3 separate regions of the Sus scrofa genome follow, and regions 2 and 3 are each linked to region 1. A link is a contact called in public Hi-C and HiChIP or PLAC-seq data. All regions are on one chromosome and are shown on one strand. Each heading gives the region's core, a stretch centred on a gene start, on an enhancer-like site or on the middle of the called end of the contact. The rest is flanking DNA. Distances are from core to core; before and after follow the strand shown. Region 1 holds the start of MNT (max-binding protein MNT). Region 2 holds the start of PAFAH1B1 (platelet activating factor acetylhydrolase 1b regulatory subunit 1). Region 3 has its middle 26 kb from the start of CLUH.

Evidence for each region. Hi-C and Micro-C count contacts between places; a contact is called where the count stands out from the background. HiChIP or PLAC-seq counts read pairs in DNA pulled down with a chosen protein or histone mark.
Region 2: a contact with region 1 is called in a Hi-C map of skeletal muscle, with 4 times the contacts expected there. The contact joins the promoter of PAFAH1B1 here to the promoter of MNT in region 1. A contact is called at or near these places in 1 of 5 promoter capture datasets (liver), 2 of 47 Hi-C or Micro-C datasets (heart right ventricle and skeletal muscle) and 2 of 2 datasets of contacts at active chromatin or transcription factors (alveolar macrophages and skeletal muscle).
Region 3: a contact with region 1 is called in an H3K27ac HiChIP or PLAC-seq map of alveolar macrophages. The contact joins the enhancer-like site here to the promoter of MNT in region 1. A contact is called at or near these places in 2 of 5 promoter capture datasets (fetal liver and liver), 3 of 47 Hi-C or Micro-C datasets (fetal liver, fibroblasts and liver) and 2 of 2 datasets of contacts at active chromatin or transcription factors (alveolar macrophages and skeletal muscle).

The regions. Positions count from the first base shown.
Region 1 is chr12:48,485,042-48,489,737 of Sscrofa11.1, reverse strand. MNT (max-binding protein MNT) reads left to right here and starts at 3,001. Exons shown (of 6, transcript XM_021067616.1): 1 at 3,001-3,447. The coding sequence starts at 3,375.
Region 2 is chr12:48,644,222-48,649,321 of Sscrofa11.1, reverse strand. PAFAH1B1 (platelet activating factor acetylhydrolase 1b regulatory subunit 1) reads right to left here and starts at 3,513. Exons shown (of 11, transcript NM_214250.1): 1 at 3,195-3,513.
Region 3 is chr12:48,734,915-48,739,864 of Sscrofa11.1, reverse strand. It overlaps a transcript of PAFAH1B1 not described here. Among named protein-coding and RNA genes, the nearest start is that of CLUH, 26 kb to the left of the region's middle. Within about 2 kb of position 3,009, at least 9 of the 83 cell types and tissues checked have an H3K27ac peak or open chromatin away from gene starts, as enhancers often do. A contact at or near this core is called in alveolar macrophages, where this site is marked.

The DNA of each region.
Region 1 (4,696 bases), core at 1,752-4,251:
CATGACCACTTTAGGAATGCAGAAGGATATGGCTGGAGGTAGCTCCCTCTGAGCATCCTGGGCCAATGGACAGACTCGTAGAGGGCTGACCCCTAATTAAATTAGAACTTGGGAGTTCCTGTCATGGCGCAGTGGTTAACGAATCCGACTAGGAACCATGAGGTTGCGGGTTCGATCCCTGTCCTTGCTCAGTGGGTTAAGGATCCGGCGTTGCCGTGAGCTGTGGTGTAGGTGACAGACGCGGCTCGGATTCCGCGTTGCTGTGGGTCTGGCATAGGCCAGCAGCTGCAGCCCCGATTTGACCCCTAGCCTGGGAATCTCCATGTGCCGCAGGAGCGGCCCTAGAAAAGACAAAAAGAAAAAAAGAACTTGATCAACAACATTATTTGATGTTACTGTTATATATGTATTAGACTGTTTATTGCCATATATTTAAAAAATATTTTTAAAACAAAAAAATTTTTGCTTTTTAGGGCTGCACCTCCAGCATATGGAGGTTCCCAGGCTAGGAGTCTAATCAGAGCTATAGCTGCCGGCCTACGCCACAGCCACAGCAATGCAGGATCCGAGCTGCATCTTCGACCTACACCACAGCTCATGGCGATGCCAGATCCTTAACCCACTGAGCAAGGCCACGGATTAAACCCTCAACCTCATGGTTTCTAGGCGGATTCGTTTCCACTGCTCCACGACGGGAACCCCATAAATACATATATATTTTTTAAGGTGCCTTTTAACTTTCCATTTTCTTTGGTTATGTAGTGGGCCAGGCCTAACCACACTGGTAACAGGTGGCAGACACCTTAAAGGAAGCAGTGGCAGGACCAGCAACAGATTTAGCCATCTGAGGAAAAGAGCATTCATCCTGCAGAAAAGAGAAAAACTTCGCTCTTATGCTCTGGTCCCCTGTTGCTTTCCAGCTTCATCATAAACAAAGCCTATGTCACCCAGTCATTTGTGGGTAATGGCCTCTCCGTGTTCTACTGCAGATGTTGGGGCATTAAGTGTGCAAAGATAAGAGCCCTCTGTAGCCTGGTACTGGCAAACAACCCTCTTCCTCCCATTCACTTGGTTCTTGATTTCCAGAATCTGCAGATTTTCTTTCCCTGGGATGCATTATGCCCTCTAAGGAAAGGCACAAAGCCAGCAAGCATCATTTACATCAGCTTTCCATGTGTCTAGCTCTCCTCTAGCTAGTCCGCCTCAAAAGGAAAGTAAGCCTCTAAGGGCACAGTGGGGATGGCATGGGATGGATTGACAGGATGATCTGCCACTCAGCCAACCTCACAAAGGTTTGCTTTCTGGCTTCATATGATTGTAACATCTAGGCCACAAGATCCTGAGCCCAACTGCCACTGTCCTACTTTATTAGAACTGATTAGCAAAGAAAGGAATCTGGGGGCCAAGACCCAGGTGCCTGAGGCCTGTGGGCATTGGGACAGCAGAGCTGGACCTGCTCCAAGGTGCTCCAACTATGCCTTCAGCCTGTGCCTGTCACTGCCAACTGTACCAATGGGGTTTGTGTTGCCTCCACCAAAGAAACAGCGCGGCAGGGTTTCAGGTGAAGATTTTTGGTGCCCCCGCCATCACAATACGTTAAGTGGTCAGATCCCCCCCTTTCCGTGTGAGCAGTTTGATACTCCTCCATGACTTTTTTTTCTAGTTGTGGGCCTTGCCCCAGAACTGCCTTCAAAAGAGTCATCATCCATGGGGTCAGGTATAAATGCTCCAATGGGGAAAGGAGCAACTGGAATATTGAGTGACCGCAGAAAAATCCTTTCTGGTCTTCAGTTTCCTTATCTGCAAAGTTTAAGAATTTGGGTAAACGGACCAAATTCTGTTTGTACCCCAAACGCCTCCAAACTCTACCGCAAGAAGCCGCCAGAGGAAGCGCCAGGCCAGGGGTCTTACCCCGCCCGCGAGAGCGATAGTGGCCGGGCGGGTGGCCCCGCCCCCGCTCCCGCCTTGGTTGCCCAGCCACTGGGAGGGCCGAGCTTCCGCCCTCCACGTTGTTGTTCCCGATTTGCGCCACGCCCCCTCGGTCTGGGCTTTGGACACCTAGCCTAATTTGCCCTCGGTCCGGCCCCAGAGCAAAGGGCGACTTCTGGGGTGGCACATTTGGAGTTTCCGCCCGCCTCAGAGGCGCGTGGACAAAGGCAAGAGTTTATAGGAAGGAAAGGGAGACACTTTGTTTTGGAGGGAGGATAGTGAAAAGTAAAGAGTAGATCAGGTCACAACTGCACAATTTCCCTTTCGGAGTCCCACCCTTCACACAGCGTCCCCATCCGCACCCGCGAATGTGACCCTGCTAGACACTGGCCCTTTAAACAGAAGGCTGGCGGCGCGGGGTGTCCATGTGGAGCTGCTCCATGCCGTGTTGTCCTGCCCGCCCATTGGCCCGCGGCCCGGTGACGTCGCCTAATAGGATGCGAACGCACTGCGGGGGGAGGAACGGAGACAAAACGCGGAACAGGATCGCCACTCCGCTCCCTCTGCCAGTTCTCTGGCAGCCTCCTGCCGTCAGCTCCGCCCAGGGGCGGATCCCGGGGGAATTGCGACAGCCTGGTGGTTGCGGGAATTAGGTCACGTGTGGACCCAGGGTTCGGGCCAGTCTCTACCAGCCTAAGGTTTCCTTGACCTGGAATATCCTTATTTGAACTAACTCGAGTCTTGAGTTTTCCACCCTTCCTTCCCTCCAGCAGGATAATTTTAGTTGTGAATGACACAAACATGCAGCCCTTGCTAAACTTGTGGCTTGCAATCGGGGCGGGGGGAGGCGGGAAAGCGGAAATGCAGGGCGCGAACCCGGCTGGAGCTTCTCCCACCCCACCCAGGCCACGTGTGCGCTCGCCGTCTTGAGTGGGCGGGGCCAGCCTGCCCGGGACCACGCCCCTCCCTTCGTGAGAAGCCGCGGCCCTGCGGGCGGGGGCTCCGGTCCGGGCTTTGGCTGCGGCCCCGGTGTAGTAGCGGGGGCGGCGGCCGGGGGCAGCGCGGCTCCTTCCCTTGTTGTGTGTGTCGGTGCCTCCTCGCCATCTTGTTGCAAAGCCTTTTCTTGTCGGCGGGACTCCTGGGGGCCGCGGGGCGGGAGGCATTGGAAGGGAGGAAGAGTGGGAGGGGAAGGAGTGAGGCAGTGCCGCCTTATTTTTTTTGCATCAATATATTTAAATTTGCAAATTACATTTTGCAAATATTTGGGGAGACATTGGTTTTTCTCCCTGTGCTTCCCCGTTCTTCCCTGCGGAGTGCGCTGCGCCGCCCAGCCCTGTCGCCCCCCGGAGGTGATCCCTCCCTCCTGCCTGCCCGCCAGCCTGACCTGTGCTCGACTCGCGGGCCGCAGTCTCGGCCCCGGCGCGCCCCCGGCAGCTCTCGGCGCGATGAGCATAGAGACGCTACTGGAGGCGGCCCGCTTCCTGGAATGGCAAGCGCAGCAACAACAGAGAGCACGTGGTGAGCGGCCGGGCTGGGCCCCTAGGGCAGCGGGGAAGGGGAGGCGAGCGACCCTGGTACCCGAGCCCACCCGAAACCGCGGGCGGAACCCTCTCCCAGGCGGCTCGCGAAGCCGGGCATTGCAAGGCTCCGCGGAAGAACCGGCACCGGAGGAAGAGTGTTGTGGGCAGTGAAATTAATTAATGAATTCGTTAACATGCAGCGGGGGACCCGGCTCCTGTGGGCGCCACCCCAGCTGCCTACCACCACTTGTGCACCTTTCGTGAGGGGCTCCTTTCGCGTGGGCCAGCAGCGCCCTCGGTAGGGCTGAGGATGTGCGAGCCGGGGGGTGGGGTGAAGAATGGTGTTGCGTGGGGGTGGCAGACCCGCGGGCGTGTGCGTGTGTGCACAGGGGATGTGTGATGCGAGCCTCGATGAGAGCGGATGAACGGACGTTTACACGGGTGAGTGTCTAGTGCACACGAGTGGGCGTGTGTGTAACGGAGTGGGGGGTGGAATTACTCTACGCGAAGCAGCTCCCCGGCTTCCCTAGTCTTGTGGGGTGGGTGCGGGGGGCGCTCCTGGCAGATCTTACTCGCCGCTTGGGGCGGAGGCGGCCTTTGCAGAATGAAAATGACATCGCGTGTCTTATGATCCTGGCCAGCCCCGCCTGACCCCGCCTCCCACAACTGGGCTGGGTCGCGCGTCAGGGGTTTGGGTGAGAGCCGGGCTGATTAGTGCATCGGTGAAACGGCCCGAAGGTCGCCGGGGGCAGACCCGGGGCCCCCCTTGCTGCGCCCCACTTTAGCCGGTGTGGAATGTGGCGTGTCTGCGCCTTCTAAACCCGCTCTCGGCTGGAATGTTGCGTGTGCCTGCGTTCTAAGCCCGTTGGTTACACCGGGTGGTGACGTGGACAGGGCCCGCCCCCGACCACGTGCACCGGGGACACTCCCGCTGGGGACTGCGCGGCCCTGCCCCTCCCTGCTGCCTCGCGCTCGGCCGGGGGCGGAGCCTGGGCGGGGCTGGCTAGGGGCCTTCCGCCGGGTTGGGCCCGGGCTCTGGCCCCCGGGCATCTCCCCGGGAGAGTCTGCCCTACGAGGGAGGAGCTGAGCTCACCTGTAGGTTCTCACCCCAACCTCCAATTTTTGGTCCTGGGGCGAGGGAAATCCTCAGAATAGCCAAGCGTTGGGATATATAGAGCTTACATACTCCCACTGACCCCTCCAGACATTCTTATCAGGACCCGGTCAGCACCGCTGACCAGTGTGGA
Region 2 (5,100 bases), core at 2,264-4,763, 160 kb before region 1:
TTAGAACTCAATGGGAAGAATTGGAAAATTAACTGATTGCCCTAAGATTTTGCTTTGGGTTTGTTTTTTTAAAGGTATCTCCATGCCAATGCTGACAACTGCCATAGTTTCTACGGCTTACCTATTAAGATGACAAAAATTGTGAATAATATGTATCAGAGGTAAACAAAAACTAAGGTCCTCTTATTTTCTTGGACACTGAAATATGAGCAATAACGTACCTGGAAAAAAGACACCAAGTAATTCTACTAAAAAAAAATTAATCTACCTCAATCTCATTAAGTTTCCTAAGTATAGGATTATGAAGAATTTTAAAAATCAATCTCCAAATTAAGCAAAAGATTCTGCTGCAAATATCAGAAACACACACAGATAAACACTGGAACTAAAAGCTCTCTTCAGTCAAATTATTTTTAAACTCCTAATCAACTAATTATTACTGAAAAATCACAGCCCTTAGTGAATTTTTATAGCTACAAATACTATATGGGATGGGGATATGTCAGACACATGACAGTGAATTATCATACTAACCTCATTCCTCACCTTATGAACTCTTCTACTTTCTAATCATATTAAAAATAACAAAAAATTAAAAATATATCATACTCTGACAAAGTTATAAGGCTCATCAAAATCATATTTACTACATGAATCTGACATTCTCCTGAGAATGCCTGATACAAGAGCTTAAAATGATCTACTCTCTCTTATGGTAGTATCTTAGTAAAAGGTCTCTTCCAAGGGACAACACAAGAGAACGGGTCTATATAAAGAGCATTTAACACAAATTATTTTATCCTTTCTTGCTCATTTTGATGTTCATTATTTAAAAATCACAAATTTAATGTTTTAATGCAAACTAACATTAAAAGAAAACATCCGTAATATTATCAGGTTTCTGGAATATTTCTACTCCTGTTTCTTGCCAAATATTTCTGGCATTCATTAATTTACAATTATTTGACTAAAACAATAAAAAATATTAAGAAGGGTGTGTATGTATATATACATCTCTATATAAAGACAATAAGTATCTGCTTCAGAGCAGGGACATTTGCTTTTTACCCCAATCTTTCAATACCCACCTTGCAAAAAAGGTGGAAACTAAAAACATGACATTTCTAAGATTTACCACAGAGAAATGCCTTTGTTGTAGCACCAATTAGCATCAAATAACCTTACAAAACATAAGCAAGAGAAAAATGCTATCAAAGGGCAATCTAGCATTTCACAGCTTCAGCTCTCTTACTCCACCCAGTCTCCCTGGCTCAATGGCTGTTCACAGCATCTACAAATATTAGCCCATTTTAAAAAAAAAAGGAGGTGGGGGAGAGGCACTGAAATTGGGCTAGTTCCATCAAAATCAATATACACAGAAATAATTTGTGAAAAACTGGGTTCCAGTTTCTGATTTATAAAAACAACAGCTACAAATTTGTTTAGGAGATCCTCTTCTTGTGAACAATCCAAACAATGATCATTTATAATAGAACATGAAAGAAAAAAATCACCCTAAATACAGATTACTCTTCTGCTTTAATAAAAACTGCAATTTGCAACTGCCAATTATTTTGCAAAACTGTGTCCTGAAAGATACCCATGAGAGATTAAGCTAGCTAATGCCTTAAACCCAATCAAAAAATTTTAAGTAAAAGCTTTTAATATATCCAATATTATATCACTACCGACATACCCAACCAGGAAATTTTCCTGATTAAAAGACTGGAGCTGCAGCAATCAAGCCCTGCTGCAGCAAAAAAGAAGAGAGAAAAAAAATTTTTCAAGCAAATACTACTGTGGCTGAAGCGGAGGGATGACATTACCGGTATGGAAGGCCCAAGCACTGTCTCCTCCGCCCTAGCCTCAAAATGAAATTCACACAAAACAACCCACCTCCCAACAAAAATAGAATTACCAAAAATAGCACAATTTTTTTTGTTTAGCCTTTAAAACGTTACGAACCTCAAAGATTGTGTGTTAAAGTAGAGGTCAGAATAACAGTAATATCTTTATTCTCTTCCGATTGCCTCTTTAGCAAAGTGGGGGGGTGGGGGAAAACCTTGGCATGACATCGCCCATTGAGAATCACAAATCTGGTTCTTCGCTTCCAAAGCACAATTTTGTAACCAAAGGATTGATATAAATTGGACCCAAACCTCAAGCCCAAAAGAAAAATCTCCTGCTCTCCTCCCAAGGAGTTTCTTGCTAAGTCACCAAAGAAAAGCAGAATAACATAAAACCAAGGCACCTTGCTCTCCCTTATCTCAGATACTGAAAAACCTCCTCTTCCTCTCCACTCTTCTGTTTAGAGTGGTAGAGTTAAAATTTGCCCTGGTACCTCCTCAAAGGCATATTCTCACCTGCGAGGCTAAGGAAGGCACTGCGCTTCCTATATGAGTGGAGAGATTAGATTAGATGAAGGAGAATGGCTGAGGGCCTCGAAGCTCAGGGTTACAACGTCAAAAGGCAACTCCCGTTTAAGGAGCCGGTGGCAGAACAGAAAATCCTGCCGGATTTGGTGGGTGGATGCTGCAGATGGTTCGGTGGGTCGGGCCGCTCCTCCTTAATGGGTGCGGAGGCTCGACCACCGCACAGGGGGGCCAGGGATGGGCTGGGCCATCATTCTCGGGTCAACCCCATCCTAAGGACAGGTGGGGGACAGAACGCCTCAAGGCCTGTGGGTGCCGAGGCGGCTCCGAGCGGAGCCCGGTTCCTTAGCGCCAACCGCGGGTGGGGTGGGGACTGCGGAGCTCGCCTTCCGCGCCGGTGGAGAGAAGGGCCGAATCCTTTCCCCAAGATCATAGAGCGACCTGCTCTCCACGCCCTTTCTACCCAAGAATACTTTTCTTGCTAAGTCACCGAGGGAGGAGGGCGATCCCTTTCCCGGAGGGCCACGGGTGGAGCCGCGGAGGCCCTGGCACCCCCGGAACCCGGGCCAGGGAGGAGGGGAGCGAGGGCAGCGCCCTCCCGGGCCTGTCCCCCCTCCTCCCGAGTCTCTCACTCAACGGCCGTCGCGGCCGCCATTTTGAGAGCGAGGAGAGAAGAAGAAGGAGGAGGCGGCGGCAGGGGGAGGGGAGAATGGGAGGGAGGGGACCGGCGCAGCCACATCGTCAGGCCGCCGGGCTCGGCCCGCAGCTGCCCGAGCGCGGTGGGAAAAACAGAGGGAAGGGCGCAGACTCTCGCTGCCTTACCGGAGCGCTGCACCGCCGCCTCCGCAGGGCCTCTTCCGTCCTTCACTCCCATCCACCGGCGGGGGAGGGGGAGAGGGAGAGGGAAGGGAGGAAGGAGGGAGGGAGGGAAGGAGGGAGGGGGAGGATGGCGCGCTGGGCCCGGTCCCGGGGAGGGGGAGGGGAGGGGAGCGGGCGGGCTCCTCAGCCGTTCCGGGGCTCGAGCCCAAGCCCGGCGCTCGCGGTTTCTCTCGCTCGCGCCCGAGCGCTCCCCTCCTTCTCCTTCTCGCTCCCTAGACCCCGGAGTCGCTGCTCGTTCGCTCGCTCACTCGCTATCTCTGCCGCCGGACTCCGCCGCCGCCCCGCCGCTCCAGCTCCGTCTGTCACAGGAGCTGCCCCAACGCCCTGACGTCACCGCGCCGCCGCTGCCGCTGCCGCCGCCGCCGCCGCCCCAGACCCGCGGGGAAGAGGGAGGGGAGGGGGCCGGGAGCGGAGGAGGGGCTGCGGCGCATGCGCCAGTCTGGGCCGGGCCCTGAGCCTCGCTGCCTTCCGCTTAGCGGGAGGGCTGCCGGTGTGGCTTGGAAGTACCGAGGGGATCGGCGGAAGAGTTTGCGCACTAGGTGCTTCTTCTCGCGCTGCACACGCCTCTTTAACCAGGGAAAAGGTTCTCGGTCCCCTTTTCCTAGACCGTTGTTTGACTGTTCTGGCCCCTCACGAACTCCGGCTCTCTTCACCTCCCCGCCCTGCTCCTGCCCGCGAACTGCGCTCTCCCCACTTCCCCCGGCCAACAGCAGAGACCAGCTGGCGCCCTTGGATTCCGGGCCCGGATAGGCTTCAGAAAGCGAAGCCCCGGCCAGGCTGTCGCCCCTTCTACCTCCGGTCTTCCGTGGGGGCCGGGAAGCAGAGGAGAGTAGGTTGAGTTGGCTTGGGGAGAAGAGCTGTTGAGGTTAAAAGGCTGATGGAATGCCTTGTTGCCTTCATTTTTATTATAGATTTTTAATTGGGAAGATTCGCTTTTAGATGTGATTCAGCTATTGTTTTCCTGAGTCACATACGCAGGCACACAGTTCTGCGACTCTGGAAGTCTCAAAACTGATGCCCAAAGAAAGACCTGGAACTTTATTCCTACAAGGCGTGTGTGTGTGTGTGTGTGTGTTTGCTAATTTACGGGTTGAAATACTGATGACAAGTCTTGGGGATTTATAGTCAGTGTATTCCATATAGAGACATTCCGTTTAAAAGAAGCAGATTTGAGGTTCTGAATCATTCAATATGGAATATTCTTTCAGTTAAGAGTTATCTAGTGTGATTATCTTGTCATTAATCTGTGCTGTCCAAGGAAACTTACCTGAAACACAGGTTTAGGCTTGTGTTTATTGATTTTATTGCTTTCCTTTATGTAGGTAAACGCATACACTGCATTTGAGATGAACTTGGTTAATGAGAGAGATAACTTGGGTATGTGTATCCCGAATCAGCCTCTTAGAGGAAATGTGACCTTGGCTAAATGCCTCTTTCTGGCCTCAGTTTCTCTATAAAATAGACCTAATAAATAACTTGTAAGGTTTTTGTGAGAATTAGCGAGGCTATGCTGCGTGTGTACAATATATGTCCTTAGTGGAGAGTCACCCAATTCATTTAACCACTACTGTTGCTTGATGCTAAAACAAGTTTTCTTTTATCAAGAAAGGTTGTTAAGTCTCTAATCCTGGAGTTGTTCAAGAAGAATATGAATGAACTGCCTGGAGGGTTTGGGTTCTCGCCTTCTTGAAAGCAGGAAAGTAAATCAAATGATCTCTGGAATGTCTTTTGCAGGTTTACAGTTTGGGGATTCTCTGGCTGGATAAGGACCAAAAAATGCACTGAAGTTTGGTCTGTGCCATGTCCAGTAACAGTCAATAAACTTGGAAATAAATTAATATCCCTTGTT
Region 3 (4,950 bases), core at 1,760-4,259, 250 kb before region 1:
AAAAAGCTGAGATAATACGGAGCTTTGTGTGGTGCCGGCTGCAGTGAGGGGTGCTGCAAGGTGAAGGCCCAGGCCCTGGGCCAATGTTGGCCCTAATAGGCTCTTGAATACCTAACTCTGGCTACCTGCCCGTGGCCCATTGCTCTGCACACTCTGAAGACTTGAAGTGCTAGGATGGAGGGTGTCTGACGGGTGCCATCCCAGGGTAGTCTTAGAGCTCAGGAGGCCCGTGCAGAGATCTGATGAGCTTGAGGGGCAGGGCCTGTGAGGTGGGAGGGTTGTGGGGAGGAGGCCTGTCCCTTAGTGTATACAGCTGGCAGCTGCTGCTCAGTCTTATGCCTTTTTGAATACTTAGTTTTTTTGTGTCTGACATGAAGAGAAAAAAAAATTCCAACCCTAATACTTGCTAGTTTTCTTGAGCGAACTGGAAAAAAAGACGGTCCCTGACCTAAAGGTTCTAAGTGATACCTAGAGATCTCCACCTGTGCCTCGATTGGGTGCTCCCTCCCACCCAGCCCTCATCCGTACAGTCTCTCGGTTGTGTCCTGAACAGGCGTGACTTCCTGTAGCCTTTATCCCCATGAGTGCCGGTCACGTGTTTCATGGAACTTCTAGAAATGGGGACCTCATCTTTTAAAGCTGAGAAGGGATCAAGGTAATTACCATTGATTGTACCGACCAGTTACCTGAGAGGCCCATTTTTCATGGTTGATCCCTTAAGCGTATTAGTGCTGTCAGATGTCTTTTGACAACCCAGATGACAAGGGACAGTTGTCTTATAAAGGACACAGGTGTGAAATCCACCCTTTCTCCTCTTAGTTGACAGATTTCATTTGTTTAAAGGAAGTGAACAGTGGTATCCAGGAAGGGTGAGATGAGGACCAGCATGTGTTAGGCCATGGTCTGTGTGGATGGGCAGCTGTGAAAAGATTGTGTGAGCCACACTCCCCTCTGTCTCTTCAAGCCTCCAACCCTGGTCTTTCATGTTCCTCTCTAACTACTGTTCTCCCATGTTTGCATTTCTTTCAACATGCATATTACTTTTACAACTTAAAAAATATGTGTGGGAGTTCCCGTCGTGGCCCGGTGGTTAATGAATCCGACTAGGAACCGTGAGGTTGCAGGTTCGGTCCCTGCCCTTGCTCAGTGGGTTAAGGATCTGGCGTTGCCGTGAGCTGTGGTGTAGGTTGCAGATGCGCCTCGGATCCCGCGTTGCTGTGGCTCTGGCGTAGGCCGGCGGCTACAACTCCGATTCGACCCCTAGCCTGGGAACCTCCATATGCCCCGGGATCGGCCCAAGAAATAGCAAAAAAAGACAAAAAAAAAAAATATATATATATGTGTGTGTGTGTAAAAGAACTGTTATTGCCAGCTTTCAGGTTGTATCATCTGTCTCCTCTCCAAACTGGCATTGTCCCTTTTTTTAATTTAAAAAAATCTTTGAGGTATAGTTGATTTAGCGTTGTATTAATTTCAGGTGGACAGCAAAGTGATTCAGTTAGTATGTATGTGTGTGTATGTAATTTTTCATGTTTTCCATTATGGTTTATTACAGGGTATATAGTTCCCTCTGCTACATACCTTGTTGTTTATCTCTTTTAGATTTAGTAGTTTGTATCTGCTAATCCCAAACTCCCAGTTTATCCCTTCCCCACCCCCTTTCCCCTTTGGTAACCATAAATTTGTCTCCTGTCTGTGAGTTGGTTTTTGTTTTGTAAAATAAGTTCATTTGTATCATGTTTTAGATTCCACATATGATATCAGTCTTTGGTTTCGTATGATAATCTCTAGGTCAACCCATGTTGCTGCAAACAGTGTTACTCATTCTTTTGATGGCTAGTAGTACCTCGTATGTATTTTCTACATCTTTATCCAGTCTTTATCCATTCATCTGTCGGTGGACATTTCGGTTGTTTCCATGTCGTGGCTGTTACAAACGGTGCTGCTATGAATATTGAAACATTGGGGTGTGTGTATCTTTGAACTATGGCTTTCTCTGAATATATGCCCAGGAGTGGGATTGCTAGATTTTATGGCTACTCTATTTTTAGTTTTTAAGGAACCGCAATACATTTTCCATAGTGGCTATACCAATTTACATTCCCATCAACAGCGTTGGGAAGGTTCCCTTTTCTCTATCTACACTTTCTCCAGAACTGATTATTTGTAGACTTTTTAATGATGGCCATCCTGATTGGTGTGAGGTGTTACCTCATTGTAGTTTTAACTTGCATTTGTTGAGCATCTTTTCATTTTCTCGTTGGATAAATGTCTATGTAGTTTTCCTGCCCATTTTTTTATTGGGTTCTTTATTTTGTTATTATGAGCTGTTTGTGTATTTTGGAAGTTAAGTCCTTGTTGGTCACATCATTTACATTGTTAAATATGAATATTGAGAGAACTGTTACGACTTCATTGAGGAATTCCTGTATATCTTGAAGTTGAGAATAAGGTATTCTGATGGGCCCACTTATTTCTTTGTCCTGACTACACTAGCAATCAAACAGGGCATGCATTGTCAGGATACCTTACAAAGGACAGGTGGCCCTTTTCAAATGCAAACAACCCCATTAAAGAGGCAAATCTATTGATTAAAAAAAAAAAAAACCCTCAGACACTAAAGATACAGACCACTCAGGACACAATTATACTGAAGAATAGTCATTTCATAGCAAATGATTGTGGAGCCTTCCTAAGTTGCAAATGTGGGCAATGTAATTCTTACCCTTTCCTAGCCTCTATCCCATTTCCAATGGCCACGCCACAGTAGAGTTGGCAGTGCAGTGTAACTCGGTGAGGGGCTCAGCGATGGGATGAGGTCTTTTCCTGCAAAACTAAAGGTAGGTTAAACTGTGCTAATATCAACCAGCAGGGAGTATATTGTGAGGTGAAGATGTGTTGAGAATAAAGGGAAGTGTTGGCAGCTGACAGGCATTCACATGTCAGGGTTCTTGTGTGTCAGCAGTGGAGAATCATCAGTCTACACGCAAGACAAGTTTCAGCAAAGACTACTAACAGGACACTCAGGATCCAGCACCATTTCTCCACCAAGTCTTCCACACTCCTGTCCTGCCTCATACTATATACACCAGGGACAGAGGCAGCCGTGTTTTGGAAGGAAGCTTGATGTCTGTGATGTAGTAGTGAGTGAGTTACTCAGGTTTTGAACAGCTGCCTGCACTTTGAGGAAAGTGGGGAAAAAAAAGTCTTGTAAGGAAATGGAAAAGCTGCAACATACAGGAAACTTCAAGCTCCTTACTGGGGTGCTCTTGGCTCAGCTTCCCATTTGGGGGCAGGGTGGAGAAGCTCCTCTCCTAAGAGGCAGGATGACAACTGGGTTGTAAAAGCCACATCATTCTTGTCCTTTATATGTGAAAAATGCTGGAGACTTCATTGGTGCCCTAAAGACACTACGGATGCTAGCTGGACAGCAGTCGAGGGATCAAAGGCAGGACATCGCCACCATGGGTAAAGTTCAAAGAAAGCCAAGAGGCCTCTGGAGCAAGGGTGCAGATTCCTTGGTACATTTCAATCCAACTTTAAAACAGTACTAAGAATCTTGAAGAATCCAAGACCACTAGGCAGATCAAAAGGCTCATTCATCAAGAGAACAAAGGAGGCAGGGTCCTGTCTCCCTGGGGCCCTGACCACCACATGAGGGCCAAACCTTTGAAAGGGGGACATGAACAGGTCATTCCTGACCTCAGCTGTAGTCACTGCCAAAAAGGGCTGCTGGAGAGGAAGGTGGGGGGCCATAACAAACAGTCTGGCACTGCCTGACCCAGTAGGTAGAGCAAGAGACCCTGTAGCCACACTGTGGGCTCCCTGTGCAAATAGGGTGAAAGCAGCAGAAAGCAGTGCTGGCTCTGCCCTAGACAAAGGCTTTCCATCCAGCCCCTGCTGCCCTGCCAGCACTTTGCATCTTAACTCTCCCTCTGACTGGTGCTGAATACAACTTTGCTTCCTAGCAACTCAATTGAAAAGATTTAAAATCTTGCATAAAAAGACCAAAAAAAAAAAATCACATCTAGTTTTATAGGCATTTAATAGTTTACCAATTGGTACAATAAGATTTTTTAATATGCAGAAAACATGAATAAATCTTGTTTTACACAGTCTGAGAGCAACAAATCTTACTGTAAAACACAAGAGCAATATTATATACATTCCTTTACTGATTTTTTAAAATTGTGTCAATATCTTCAGTTAACTCTTACAATCTGGGGAACTGTTTTCTCCAATCACCACCTCTGTGACGTTCATTATGAAATCAACGCTCGCCTTCATGTCAGTGTCAGGATCAACTTCGAACTCGAAGATTATGTTTGTTTCTACCATCTTCAGAGTGAGCTTGAGGGATGCCTGAAGGGTAGGCAGGACAAGAAAGCAGCTACTTACATGATACAGTGGAAAGATAAAAAGGCCAGTTCGGTCCAGTCGTGACTTGTAAATCCAGCTTGCCCTCCCCCCGCCCCTCTGAAAAAAACCAAAACCTTTTCCACCAATTTTGTACATGTCGAGTCTCTACCAGGAGATTCTTCTTTGCATCATCTAGATTAGTAACACATCGGACTTATATACAGCTGGACAGAGAATAACCATTTTAAGGGCCTTTTCCTTCAATTTAACAATTTTAGCTTCAGTTGCTTAAGGATTATCAAGCCACCACTGTCAACAAAATAAAACGTCCTTTACTTCTAAATAGTTTTTCTTTAAATAAATTAAAAAAAAAAAACTATTTAAAATGAGTGATATTACCTGGAAGTTCACATAGAAACAGAAAGAGGCAAACAGGAGAGCAGGGCACTGACATTAAGGAGACTGGGCTTGGTGATCTAGAGCCAAAGCTTTCCGAAGACTACAGCGAGCGCCCACAGCCCGGACGACGTGCTAACACTAGTGAGTTTGAGAGCAGTGCTCTGGGCACACCATTGGTCACACCACACATGG